Linked DNA regions of Mus musculus: region 1 is linked to region 2. Evidence: chromatin contacts called from public Micro-C data. All regions are on one chromosome and are shown on one strand. Each heading gives the region's core, a stretch centred on a gene start, on an enhancer-like site or on the middle of the called end of the contact. The rest is flanking DNA. Distances are from core to core; before and after follow the strand shown.

Region 1 (6,110 bases), core at 149-2,648, 120 kb before region 2:
TGAGTACTTATAGGTACACTGACAATCTCTGTTAGAACACACAATGCCAGCAGACTTGAAAACCAAGTGATATGATTGAGAGTTAGGGCCAGGGACGAGGATACAGGTTTTCTTTTTCTTTTCTTTCTTTCTTTTTTTGAAACAGAGTCTTGCTATGTTGTGTGACTGATCTTGAACTCCTGGGCTCAAACAGCTCCATTTCAGCCTCCAGGGTGTTTGCAGCCACAGGGGTGTGTCCACTCACACTTTTCATTATATTTTTTCATTTTTATTTATTATTTATTTTCTACTATGTTGTATCCTGCTCTAATAAGTTATGTTTTCGAAAACAACTATGAGCTGGGCCTGGTAGTGCAGGTGTGTAATCCCAGCTACTTAAGGGAAACTGAAATTACAAGTTTGAAGGGTGCCTTTGGCTATGAGTTCAAGGACAGTGTGAGTAAGTTGGACACAAACTCACTCACAGAGATCTGTCTGCCTTTACCTCCCAAGAGCTGAGATTAAAGGTATGTACCACCACCACCCACTTACAAAAATGAACTTTGCTTTGTTTTTAAAATATTTTTGTGTGTTTAAGTTTTATACACTCAGATGTCTGTTCATCATATGTGTGCAGTGCTCATAGTGGCCAGAAAGAGGGCGACAGACTCTCTTGGAATTGGACTTAAATGAAGATGTTTTTTGAGCCGCCAATGCGAATGCCAGTGCTCTTATTGCTGAGCCATTTCCCTAGTCCCCAGAAAATGAACTCTTTGTTTGCTTGTTTGTTTGTTTGCTTGCTTGTTTATTTTTCGAGACAGGGTTTGCTCCACATAGTTCTGGCAGTCCCGGAACTCTCTGCAGACCACGCTGGCCTCGAACTCACAGAGATCCACCAGCTTCTGCTTCTGCCTCCTGAGTGTGGGGATTAAAGACACATGCCCGGCTTAGAAAACAAACTCTTAAAGCAATATATTACCTTCTTTACTGGATCACGGCAAGCAAACTGTCTAGAAGAAGGCTACCAGAAGCCAAGGTCTCTGTACTAGAAAAGAATTTGTGCCGCACTGGTTCACCTTCACCACAGTGTTTGTAATTCACGGGAGAATTGGTTGTTCTTGGGTAGCTATGGCTCCTTAAAGATTTTTTCCATCTCACCTATGTCCAATTTTTGACTCACCCATTCTTCTCAGTTCTTTTAGGTTGGCAACTCACAATCACACACACACACACACACACACACACACACACACACATCTTTTGGTAACTGTTTTGTTTTTTCACCTGCAGGTGTGTCCCTACCTGTGCCAAATGTCCTTAGTTGGCCTCTACCTCCCTCTCTGTAGTCTCTGTCAGTGGGTATAGCTAGGAGGCAGGAGCCTTGCTGAGTGTGGGTGAGCCCTGGATCCTATCCCCAAGCACTGAGTAAACAAACAGAAACTGCCTTGCTGGTATCTGCTGGCAAGCACCCAGGGACATCAAACAGTCTGAAGTGAACGTGAGGTTTCCCTGCCAAACCCACTGCTCTGCTCGCTTTGGACTCCCTGTCTCTGTTAATAGTGCTACCACCCACCTAGCAGTCCCACCCGGGATTGTGCTGTCCACCCTGACTCCTTCCCCACCCTCCGGCCCTCTCTCCCTCTGTCTGCTCTGCCAGCTCTCTCCTCCAGCCTTCTGCCAACTTCCCCTCACCCTTCAGCGTCCCAGCTTTTATCCTATCTATCAACATACAAAGTTTGATCGAACAGCTAGCTGCAGAAGAGCAGGAGCCATCTCTCCACTCCCAGTGAGATTGCATTCACATAGTGGCCACACTTCTTGTGTGGTAGGAAAGACTTTCCATAATCTGTTCCCAGCCTGTCTGTCTCCTTCTCCTTCTACTGCTCAATCACACTGGCCTTTTTCTTCTCTTTTTCTTTCTTTCTCTTTCTTTCTTTCTTTCTTTCTTTCTTTCTTTCTTTCTTTCTTTCTTTCTTCCTTCCTTCCTTCCTTCCTTCCTTCCTTTCTTTCTTTTTTTCTTTTTTTCTTTCTGCCTTAATTAGGGTTTCCATTGCTGTGAGCAGACACCATGACTAAGAACTCTTATAAAGGACAACATTTAATTGGGGCTGGCTTACAAGTTCTGTTCATCCATTATCATCAAGGTAGGGAGCAAGGCAGCATCCAGGCAGGCATGGTGCTGGAGTAGCTGAGGGTTCTACGTCTTCATCCAAAGGAAGCTAGGAGCAGACTGTTTTCAGGCAGCTAGGAGGGTCTCAGAGTCATACTTCCTCCAACAAGGCCACACCTAGTTCAATAAGGCCATACCTCCTAACAGTGCCACTCCCTGGGCCAAGTATATTTAAAATACCATCCTTTCTTTCTTCCCTTTCCCCTTCCCTTCCCTTTCTTTCTTTCCTTCTTTCTCTCCTCCTCTTCTGTTTTGAGATAGGGTCTCATCCTGTAGCCCCTGGCTTGCCTGGAACTTGCCATATAGGCTAGTCTCAAATTCATAGAGATCCACCTGCCTCTGGAATTATAGGTCTATGTCTACCACACCCAGAGTATAAATCTGCAGCTTCCTAATTCTCCTTAAAAAAAGAAATGCTCTTTAAAGCTCCCTGCTGCCGGGCGTGGTGGCACACACCTTTAATCCCAGCACTCGGGAGGATTTCTGAGTTGGAGGCCAGCCTGGCCTACAAAGTGAGTTCTAGGACAGCCAGGGCTATACAGAGAAACCCTGTCTTGAAAAACCAAAAAACAAAAAACATAAAGCTCCCTGCTTTTGTATGGTCTGTTTACATACTCAGTGACCCCCTACTCATCTTCCTAGCCTACCTGGAACCTCCCTTCTTCCCCAGGCAGGGTTTCCAACCACCTTCTCTGTGAACTTTGTAGAGGCTTTAATTGTTAACCTTTGTCACTTCCCAAGAGCAAGGGAATCTTCCTCTTTATAATCCCAGAGCGCCCCCCCCCAACCCTTGTATAATAGGTAGGCACCCAATGTATTGACTGATGAGAGATGTACTTAAAATGTATTATATTGTGTGTATGTTTGTGCAAGTCATGTATGTAGATGTCCATGCACAGAGCTCAGATTGTGATTCACCTTACATGGGTCTCAGGGACCAAACTCAGGTCATCAGGCTTTTACAGTGAGCCCTTTACCACTGAGCCATCTGGTCAACTCCGAGATAGGCATTTCTTCTGCTCTCTTTCTGTGTTCTACTGTCTTCAAATATTGTCAGCAGAGTGCAGAGAAGGGCCAGTTCAGCAAGAAAGCTCTCCTCTCTTCTCACCATCTTCTCTGTCCCTTCCCGCACTTTCATCCTTTTTTCCCTCTCAGTTGGCAGACCTGTGCTATGTGGGTGATGGTATGCATGATAAAATATCTAAGCCTTTGATTTGATTCTGTTCTTAATTTTCATCCCAGTCTTTGTAGCGTTTAATAAATAAGCACACGCATTGTCTGTCTCCGTTGGACTGCAATTAGAGCAAGAGGATTCTATTACAGCTCAGAACAAACGGGGAGGCGGAACGTCAAAACTGTGCAGGAGGAAAATGACTTTCAGGGTCTTGGAAGAGACTTGCTTGCCCTGATCTTCTGCCTTTGATCTTCAAGGTTCCATTAAACAAGGTATTAGCTTTAACAAGCTTTGCGTCTGTGCCAAGGATGTAGTCCAAAAGGTCACACTAAGAAAAAAAAAATAACAAAAGCAACAATAACAAGTATGCGTTGCTGTCAGCATCAGACAACCCACCTGGAGATGGTTCTTCTCAGCAAAGACCAGGCAGGAGGAGCCATGGCTGTGGTTCATAGACAGGCAAGCAGGTAACCTTTGAGTGTGGTTAACCCATGTTCCTAGGGTAACACTTGCTGCTCCTGTAGCAATAGACAGTACCACCTGGGCAAAGTGGGTGCAGGAGGGATAAGAACTGCCTCCTGGAAATCAGTAACACACGTCTCTCACAAGACACTGCTGGGCTGAGATGTACAGATTCTCTTTTCTCTTTTTGAAGTATTTGGGATTGAACCCAGCTTTTCACATGCACACTCTACTACTAAAATATACCCTGGTTCCAACAAGTCATGCTTCTAAATAGTCCTCATCTTACTAACACACACACACATGACTACAGGCATAAAGTCCTTATTTTCCTGCACTTCTGGTTCACTGTCTGTGGCAGACTCAGGGAGAAGTCTATACCTAGGGGATGAGGAGATGGCTCAGTGCACAGAGCACCTGCTATGCAAGTGTGAGGACCTAAGTTCAGGTCCCCAGCACCCATCTAAAAAGTTGAGTGCTGTGGCATGTGTCTGTAACTCAGAGCTGGGGATCAGAAATGGATAGATCCCTGGGACTTGCTGGTCAGTCAGCAGAGATAGAGAGAGAGAGAGAAAGAGAGAGAGAGAGAGAGCGCGCATGTATACACACACACACACACATGCACACACATATATACACAGAGATGGGGGAACTATAATTATAAAATTACAATATAGAGCTCTAGTTTGACCTAATATATCTGGATTGGAAAAAGGAAAAAAATAATAAAAGAAATATTTTGACCCCATCTGTGGTGGTTTGAACAGGAATGGCCCCCATGAGCTCATATATTTGAATGCTTGGCTATTAGGGAATGATACTACTAGGAGGTGTGGCCTTGTTGGAGGAAGTGTGTCACTGGGGGTGGGCTTTGGGGTTTGGGTTTCAGAAGCCTAAGGCAGGCCCAACGACTGTCTGTTTTCCTTCTGCCTTCGGATCTGGAATTCTCAGCTATTTCTCCTGTACCATGTCTGTCTGCAGGCCACCATGCTCCCACCATGAGGATAATGGACTAAACCTCTGAAACTGTAAGCCAGCCACAAGTAAATGTTTTCTTTATAAGAATTGCCATGGTCAAACAGCACACTGACTAAGACGCCACAATATTCTTTTAAGTAGCCCGACTATACTGATGTCCACAGGACTTATACTCTTCTAGCTTTCTTTCTTTCTTTCTTTCTTTCTTTCTTTCTTTCTTTCTTTCTTTCTTCCTTCCTTTCTTTCTTTCTTTCTTTTTCTTTTTCTTTTGTTTTTTTCGAGACAGGGTTTCTCTGTATAGCCCTGACTGTCCTGGAACTCATTTTATAGACCAGGCTGGCCTCGAACTCAGAAATCCACCTGCCTCTGCCTCCCGAGTGCTGGGATTAAAGGCATGCGCCACCACCACCCAGCTTTTTTTTTTTTTTTTTTCTAGCTTACTTTCAAAACTGCACTTTTAATCACCTCTATTGCCTCTGCAAACACTGTGGTGTGGCTCCCTGCTAGCCCCTGAAAATACACCAAACTTTGAACAATGACGACATAATAGGGACATCAGGAGGAAAGTAGTAATTGTTCTGTGGCTGTGCAGCCTTCTCCTTCCTCTCTCTCCCTTCTCTTTTAGAAAGGGACCAACTGACTGTCTTGGAACTCACTAGGTTGACCGGGCTGGCCTTGAATTCACAGAGCTCTACCTGCCTCTGCCTCCTGAGTGTTAGGACCGAAGGTGTGCACCATCACACCTGGCCCATTTTTGCTTTTTATGCACACACCCCTCCTATTTCTACAAGCCCAGGACCTAGTCAGCTGCTGAGCTGAGCCCACTGAGTCTCAGAATCTTACCGACAGGAGAGCGCACAAGATGGAGAGAATGCACTGCCGTCCTCAGCCTCAACCCTTCAGCTGCTACCTCCTTCCTGGATGTTTGTTTCTTAGGGTGGCTGGCCACAAACTGGTCACGAAACAACAGAAGTTCCAAACCAAGGCGGCAGCTTAGTGGGCTCCTTCTGGGGACCTCGGGGAGCACTCTTAGTTTATGCCTTCCACAGTGTCAGGGGCCTCAGGCCACCCTTGATATTTCTGTTTAGATGCTTTGATCTAGTGTCTTTTAGAAAACAGCAATAAGGGGCGGGGAGATTGAGGCTCAGCAGTTGAGAGCACTGGCTGTTCTTCCAGAGGTTCTGCACTCAATTCCCAACTACATGGTGGCCCCTAACCGTCTGTAATGGGATCCAATGCCCTCTCCTGGTGTGTCTGAAGATAGCACTAATGTACTCACATACATAAAATAAATAAATCTTAAAAAAAATAGCAATGAACATACACCCACTTTTAAACGGAGATAGA
Region 2 (6,575 bases), core at 1,006-3,505:
GGGATGTAACTTAGTAATAGCGCTTACCTTACACGCACACAGCCCTGCTTTGTTCCCTAGCATCACAGAAAAGTGGTTTTCTATAAGTGAGTAGGTAACTAGATGGAGACAGACGGAGATAAGGAAGAGAAGAAAAGAATGTCCTAAGGAGGGAAACCACAGGGTCCATAGATGTGTATATGTGTGTGCCTGGGAAGCTGGGCGCTTGAAAGGCATAAAGGAAGAATAGTAGAGGGTATAGCTGGAGTAAAGCCGGGTTAAGAAGACATTTATGGGCATGAAACTTGATGACCTTCCACACATAATGCTGCATAGAACCCTAGCATCGGGGACAGGGCGGGGGTGGGGTGGGGGGTGGGGGGTGGGGCATAGGCAAGAAGATCAACACAAGTTCAAGGCCAGACTGCTCTACATAGCAAGTTCCAAGCCAGCTGGGGTTACACAGCAAGACCCCACTTCAAAAAACACAGCCAAACAAACAAAAATGAAAGGGGATGAATGTTATTCGTCAGTCTACCTCAAGTCACTGTAGAGTTTTAAGGCAGGTACTGACATGAGCAGTGTTTTATGAAGATCAATATGGAAATTGGGAAGGAAAGAATGCAGTGGAGAATGGAGCAGCAGGAGTTGACAGTTACAAAAGGCCACATGTTGAATGGTTCCATTGATCTAAAATGTCTAGAATAGGCAGATCACTAAGAAGGTAAATAGGTGGTGGTTGGGGGAGTTGATAGTTTCTTTCAGGGGTGGTGAAAATGGTCTAAACTAAGATACGAATGTTGGTCTAATAATACACATAAGCTGGGTGGGGTTTATAGCAGCATTTAGAGGCAGTGACATGTTGCACAGATGTAAATTGGAAGTTGCTGATGGGGTCTAGATAGGAAAAAAACAAGGGAAAGCCATTGGGATCAAGCAGTAAATCAAAGGTACAGAGAGCAGGTGCCCGATGGAGCCACTTACGCTGGCCACACCCGAGATCTGTCGCTTGGCTAATGGTGGTTTCATCATCCTGTGAAATTAGAAACTCAGTAAATCCAAGGAAGACAGACTGTTTGTCTTTGCCACATTTGTGTATGGTACCTGTAAAACAGCCAAGTTGAGCTTGGAGCTCGTGGGTGGGTAGAAGCACTGTGGGACTTGAGCATTCAGGCTGCCAGGGAACTGCGAGGAAGGGACCAGGTTGGTAAGAAACATCTGGGAATAGAGTGCTCCTAGGGATATCAGGAACTAGTGGAGTGACTGAGTAAGAGGCCATCGGTGGCCACACAGATGAGTAAATGGGAATATAGGGAACCACATCCAAAGGACGGAAAAGGAGAGCCAGAAAGGGAGTGGAGGATTGATCATGACAAGTTGTGTGAGCAGTCTCATAAAAGGTGAAGTCTGGGAGCAGGAAAATACGTGGCACGGGTGTGCATTACAGATAAAGTACCTTCCCTTAGTCAGCTATAGTAATGCCTTGTACACGTTTAAGTAGTTACATTAGCAACACTGTGATGACCTAGATGATGAACGGAGTGTTCCACATGCACCATCTCCAGTCCTTGCCTGGCCCTTCAAGGAAGGCATAGTTCTTTGCTTCCACTTACAGATATGAACACTTGGGAACAGGGTCTGCCTTGCTGTGGGTCCAAGCAGACAGTCATGGGCCAGCATCTGTTACACAGCTAGAAGGAGGTGGAGACAGCGGCTGCCATCTGCCTCCTCCCACCAGTACTGGGAGTGAGATCCAGGCCTCGTTCATATTTATGTACTCTTATTAAATGTAGAGCCAAGTTGGGCACAGTGAAGCAGGCCTCAAATTCCAGCACTCGGGAGGCAGATGCAGGCAGATCTCCAAGTTCAGGGCTGGCTTGGTCTATGTAGTAAATTCTAGGACAACCAGGGCTATGTAGAGAGACCCTGTCTCAAAAGGGAGGGGTTTTGAAACAGCTCCATGAGTACAGCTATGGGCCTCAAACCTGATGGCCTGAGACTGATGCCCAGAATTTAGGGAAAGGAAGAAGGAAGAGCAGTACTCGACTAAGTTGTCCCTGGTCTCCACATGTGCTCTGTGGCACATACTACCCCCAACCCTACACACCCTGGGCAAGGCAGCTCACACCTGGATCCAGTACTCATGGGGCAGGGTTGCCAGCCATGCCAGGCCAGCCTGGCCTTCAGATTGAGACTCTGTCTCAAATAGTATGGAAGTCTTTATTTTACGACAGTCTTTCCACTCTTTATAATACTTCATTGTAGATAGACTTAACTAGCATTTTGCTGATCAGTTAGGTTTGTTTTCTAATGTCGAGATGCCCTCTTCTGGACATCTGTTGCACTGAAGACTTTCAGCTTTCATTTTGTAAAAATAATTCTGAATACTTCCTATGCTCTTAGACATTAGCCCAGGTAGAGTGGCACAAACAGGACAGACAGGGTCCCTGGGTTCTTAGCACAGCTCATAGCTGGGAAAAGTTAGGTGGTTTTAGACCTAGCAAAGGAGACTGGAATGGAGGAAGGTGGGAAGATGGGAAAGGGCAGTTATCCATGTCTTCAGAACCAAGATTGGAGATTTTACCTTACTGGAGAATGTTGGTATAGTTTTCAGTAATTTAGGGTTGGTAGCTAATTGGCCCACAACTGTCACACAAACATGTCCTGGTCTGCCTTGAACTTGTCTTGCGGTCTGGAAGGTGAGGAAGAAGCCAGCCATCTTGGAAATTTGCCACCTTTATTACCTACATATGGTCCCTCTCCTGCCTACTGAGGTGTTTGTCAAACTCCTAGTCCTCATATGGACAACATGTCCATATGTGTGGACTCAAGTGCCCTGGACTCTTGTGCTCATCCTGCGTGGGGTACAGAATGGGCTGAGGGTAGGAGGGCTCATGTTCATGTCCGGCTTCGTGTGTAAACTCTCTCTTCCTTTGAAAATGACAGTGTTGCTTAAGCTGTTTTTCATTTACTTATCACCAACATTTTACATGAGGGTATGGAGTTTACCAAATGTTTAGATAGAATCCAAGTACTTAACTCTGCCCAGACTGAATCAGAGGCCCTGCAGTCTCATTTCGGCTGGCACTGCTTTGTGTGGCCTGTTCTGTGCAGAAAGTCAGCCATGTTCCCTCACTCTCCTCCTGTATAGGAAGCACCTCCACAGCACTGCCGGCCCTCAGCGTCAGGAGCATCAGTCAGTCAGTGCCGGATGAACAGCCCTCGCCGCCTCTCCCGTGGCCACAGCCTGGTTTGGTTTGCAGCCTCCTGGCCAGAGGCTGTGACTGTCTGGAAACATTGTGTTAAGTAAGGGTGTTAAGGGCAGCAACTGAATCTGACTTGGTCAGATCAGTGATGGATCTGCCTGGAAGGATGCTTATGCTCGCTCAGGTGGAGCTTAGCTTCCCATGGAGCCCAGGGTCTGAGGAGAATAGGTCAGTGTTGTCTCTCCACAATGCTGTGCTTAGGAGAAGAAAAAAAAAGCTTGTGTAATGAAAAACTCATTTGTCTTCCAAACCAGGTTCCGGTATTGACAGATCAATATTTGTTCTGCATATTTGATATTTATTTGCAAATGATAAGGAAGTACTGATCCTCCTGTGTGGACCATTTATCAAACCTTGACATGTGCTTCCTGTGACCAGGAATCTCTGCACAAAAAGGACAAATATTTATTCCTCACAGCAGTTACATTCTGACCAGCTTGGACATAAACTCTACAGGGAACTAGCATTTTCCTCCCTTATCTCCTTAGTTACTGCCGAGGCAAAACACGGCTCTCAACTCAAAAAGAGTAATGTATTCTGGAGCTAAACATGAGTGACCGTGGTTCCAGAACATAGACTAGGTTAGTCCAAATTCCATGCTTCTAAGTGGGGATGTTTGGTGAGGTGTTTACCGCAGCGGAGCATTCTTAAAGCATGCCACTTTTCAGACGTGTTAGAAACATCAGGCAGGTAGATTAAAGCCAAGGGAGGAAATGGAAGCTCCAGGCCTCACGCCCTATCTCAGGGCATTCACAGCCACTTGGTCGGTGGCATTGGTACACTGAAGACAGTCACAAAGATATTAGCTCACACATAGAGGAGGGCAGGAAATGTCTACAAAAGAGCTAACAGTGGCTCTGGACTTGTAACATTCTAACTCCAACATTGTTGAAGTCCTAATAAGTTAGTTGGCCTTGGGCATTTCTGGTGGGGGGTGATGGGGAGTCAACTTCTTCCTGAGAACTTTCCTTCAATACAAATAAGGTAAAAGGGGGATGGAGAGATGGCTTAGAGGTTAAAAGTACTGACTACTCTTCCAGAGGTCCTGAGTTCAGCTCCCAGCAACCATGTGGTGTCTCACAACCATCTGTGATGAGGTCTGATGCACTCTTCTGGTGTGTCTGAAGACAGCAACGTGGACAGTGTACTCATATACATAAATAAATAAATCTTAAAAACAAAAGACTTAAAAACACACAAACAAGGTAAAAGGAACTAGGCATTGCTCTGAAGTGCTCAAGGAAGTGCTGTCTGTGTGAAGAACCTTGGAGTTCAATCCTCAAAGGAATACAAATTTATTTTATTAAATTAATCTTATCCTTTTTCATTCTGTATGTATATTTTCTCTGCATGTATACCTGTGCAGCACAAACATGCCTGGTGCCTGCAGAGGCCAGAGAGAGCATCAGATTCCCTGAAACTGGAGTTACAGATGTTTGTGAACTTCCATGTGGGCCCCAGGAATAGAACCCAGGTCTTCTGGAAGTGCAGCTAGTGCTCTTAACCACTGAGCCATCTCTCAGTTCCAAGTTAATAAGTCTTACAGTAGGCATGATAGTACATCTGTATTACTGTACTCAAAATACTGGGGCAAAGGGACAGCCTGGGATTTATTGCTACACCATATCTCACAGGAGCAGCAATAGTAATAAATCTTGGTCAAATAGCTGAGAAAGAAAGAACATAAGTTAATATAGGTTAACGAGAAAAAAGGTCTTGCACTTAGGTAAAGATTAAGAAATGCCCCAGATACGGAGTCTCTGGACACCCACAAGGAACCACACAGGATTCCCCACGGGATCCTAAGACCTCTGGTGAGTGGAACACAGCGTCTGCTCCAATCCAAGCGCTCGGGACCTGAGACTGCATTAATTAAGGAAGCAGATAACCCGGCCTGAGCAGGGGCACAAGTCCCTTCCAGTTCACTCCAGCAGCGGATTCCTTGTGCGCGGAGTTTCTGGACACCCCCAAGGTCCTCACAGGACCCTCCACAGGATCTTAAGACCTCTGGTGAGCGGAACACAACTTCTGCCAGGAGGCAGGTTCGAACACCAGATATCTGGGCACCTTCCCTGCAAGAGGAGAGCTTGCCTGCAGAGAGTACTCTGACCACTGAAACTAAGGATAGAGCTACTCTCCCAGGTCTGCTGATAGAGGCTAACATAATCACCTGAGGAACAAGCTCTAACCAGAGACAACTATAAAAACTAGCTCCAGAGAATACCTGATGGCGAAAGGCAAACGTAAGAATCCTACTAACAGAAATCAAGACCACTCACCATCATCAGAACGCAGCACTCCCACCCCACCTAGTCCTGGGCACCCCAACACAACCGAAAAGGTAGACCTGGATTTAAAAGCATATCTCATGATGATGGTAGAGGACATCAAGAAGGACTTTAATAACTCACTTAAAGAAATACAAGAGAACACTGCTAAAGAGTTACAAGTCCTTAAAGAAAAACAGGAAAACACAACCAAACAGGTAGAAGTCCTTAAAGAAAAACAAGAAAACACATCCAAACAGGTGATGGAAATGAACAAAACCATACTAGATCTAAAAAGGGAAGTAGACACAATAAAGAAAACCCAAAGTGAGGCAACGCTGGAGATAGAAACCCTAGGAAAGAAATCTGGAACCATAGATGCGAGCATCAGCAACAGAATACAAGAGATGGAAGAGAGAATCTCAGGTGCAGAAGATTCCATAGAGAACATCGGCACAACAATCAAAGAAAATACAAAACGCAAAAGGATCCTAACTCAAAACATCCAGGAAATACAGGACACAATGAGAAGACCAAACCTACGGATAATAGGAGTTGATGAGAATGAAGATTTTCAACTTAAAGGGCCAGCAAATATCTTCAACAAAATTATAGAAGAAGACTTCCCAAACCTAAAGAAAGACAGCCCATGATCATACAAGAAGCCTACAGAACTCCAAATAGACTGGACCAGAAAAGAAATTCCTCCAGACACATAATAATCAGAACAACAAATGCACTAAATAAAGATAGAATATTAAAAGCAGTAAGTGAGAAAGGTCAAGTAACATATAAAGGCAGGCCTATCAGAATTACACCAGACTTTTCACCAGAGACTATGAAAGCCAGAAGAGCCTGGACAGATGTTATACAGACACTAAGAGAACACAAATGCCAGCCCAGGCTGCTATAACCGGCCAAACTCTCAATTACCATAGATGGAGAAACCAAAGTATTCCACGACAAAACCAAATTCACATATTATCTTTCCACAAATCCAGCCCTTCAAAGGATAATGACAGGAAAAAACCAATACAAGGATGGAAATCACACCCTAGAAAAA

What was found. A called contact is a pair of places that touch in the nucleus more often than the background predicts.
Region 1: a contact with region 2 is called in a Micro-C map of the G1E-ER4 cell line, with 6 times the contacts expected there. The contact joins two enhancer-like sites. A contact is called at or near these places in 3 of 15 datasets of contacts at CTCF or cohesin (CD8 T cells, the NIH/3T3 cell line and large pre-B cells), 24 of 484 Hi-C or Micro-C datasets (the AML12 cell line, the Ba/F3 cell line, the C2C12 cell line and 17 more), 7 of 115 datasets of contacts at active chromatin or transcription factors (the HPC-7 cell line, the NIH/3T3 cell line, acute myeloid leukemia and 4 more) and 1 of 9 other capture datasets (liver).

Annotation. Positions count from the first base shown.
Region 1 is chr10:40,173,124-40,179,233 of GRCm38.p6, reverse strand. Gm31992 (a long non-coding RNA gene) reads right to left here. Exons shown (of 4, transcript XR_871594.1): 4 at 3,394-3,651. Among named protein-coding and RNA genes, the nearest start is that of Gm31992, 12 kb to the right of the region's middle. Within about 2 kb of position 1,398, at least 38 of the 459 cell types and tissues checked have an H3K27ac peak or open chromatin away from gene starts, as enhancers often do. A contact at or near this core is called in the G1E-ER4 cell line and liver, where this site is marked.
Region 2 is chr10:40,049,206-40,055,780 of GRCm38.p6, reverse strand. The region is part of intron 4 of Slc16a10 (solute carrier family 16 (monocarboxylic acid transporters), member 10); the gene reads left to right. Among named protein-coding and RNA genes, the nearest start is that of Mfsd4b1, 27 kb to the right of the region's middle. Within about 2 kb of position 2,255, at least 23 of the 459 cell types and tissues checked have an H3K27ac peak or open chromatin away from gene starts, as enhancers often do. A contact at or near this core is called in the G1E-ER4 cell line and liver, where this site is marked.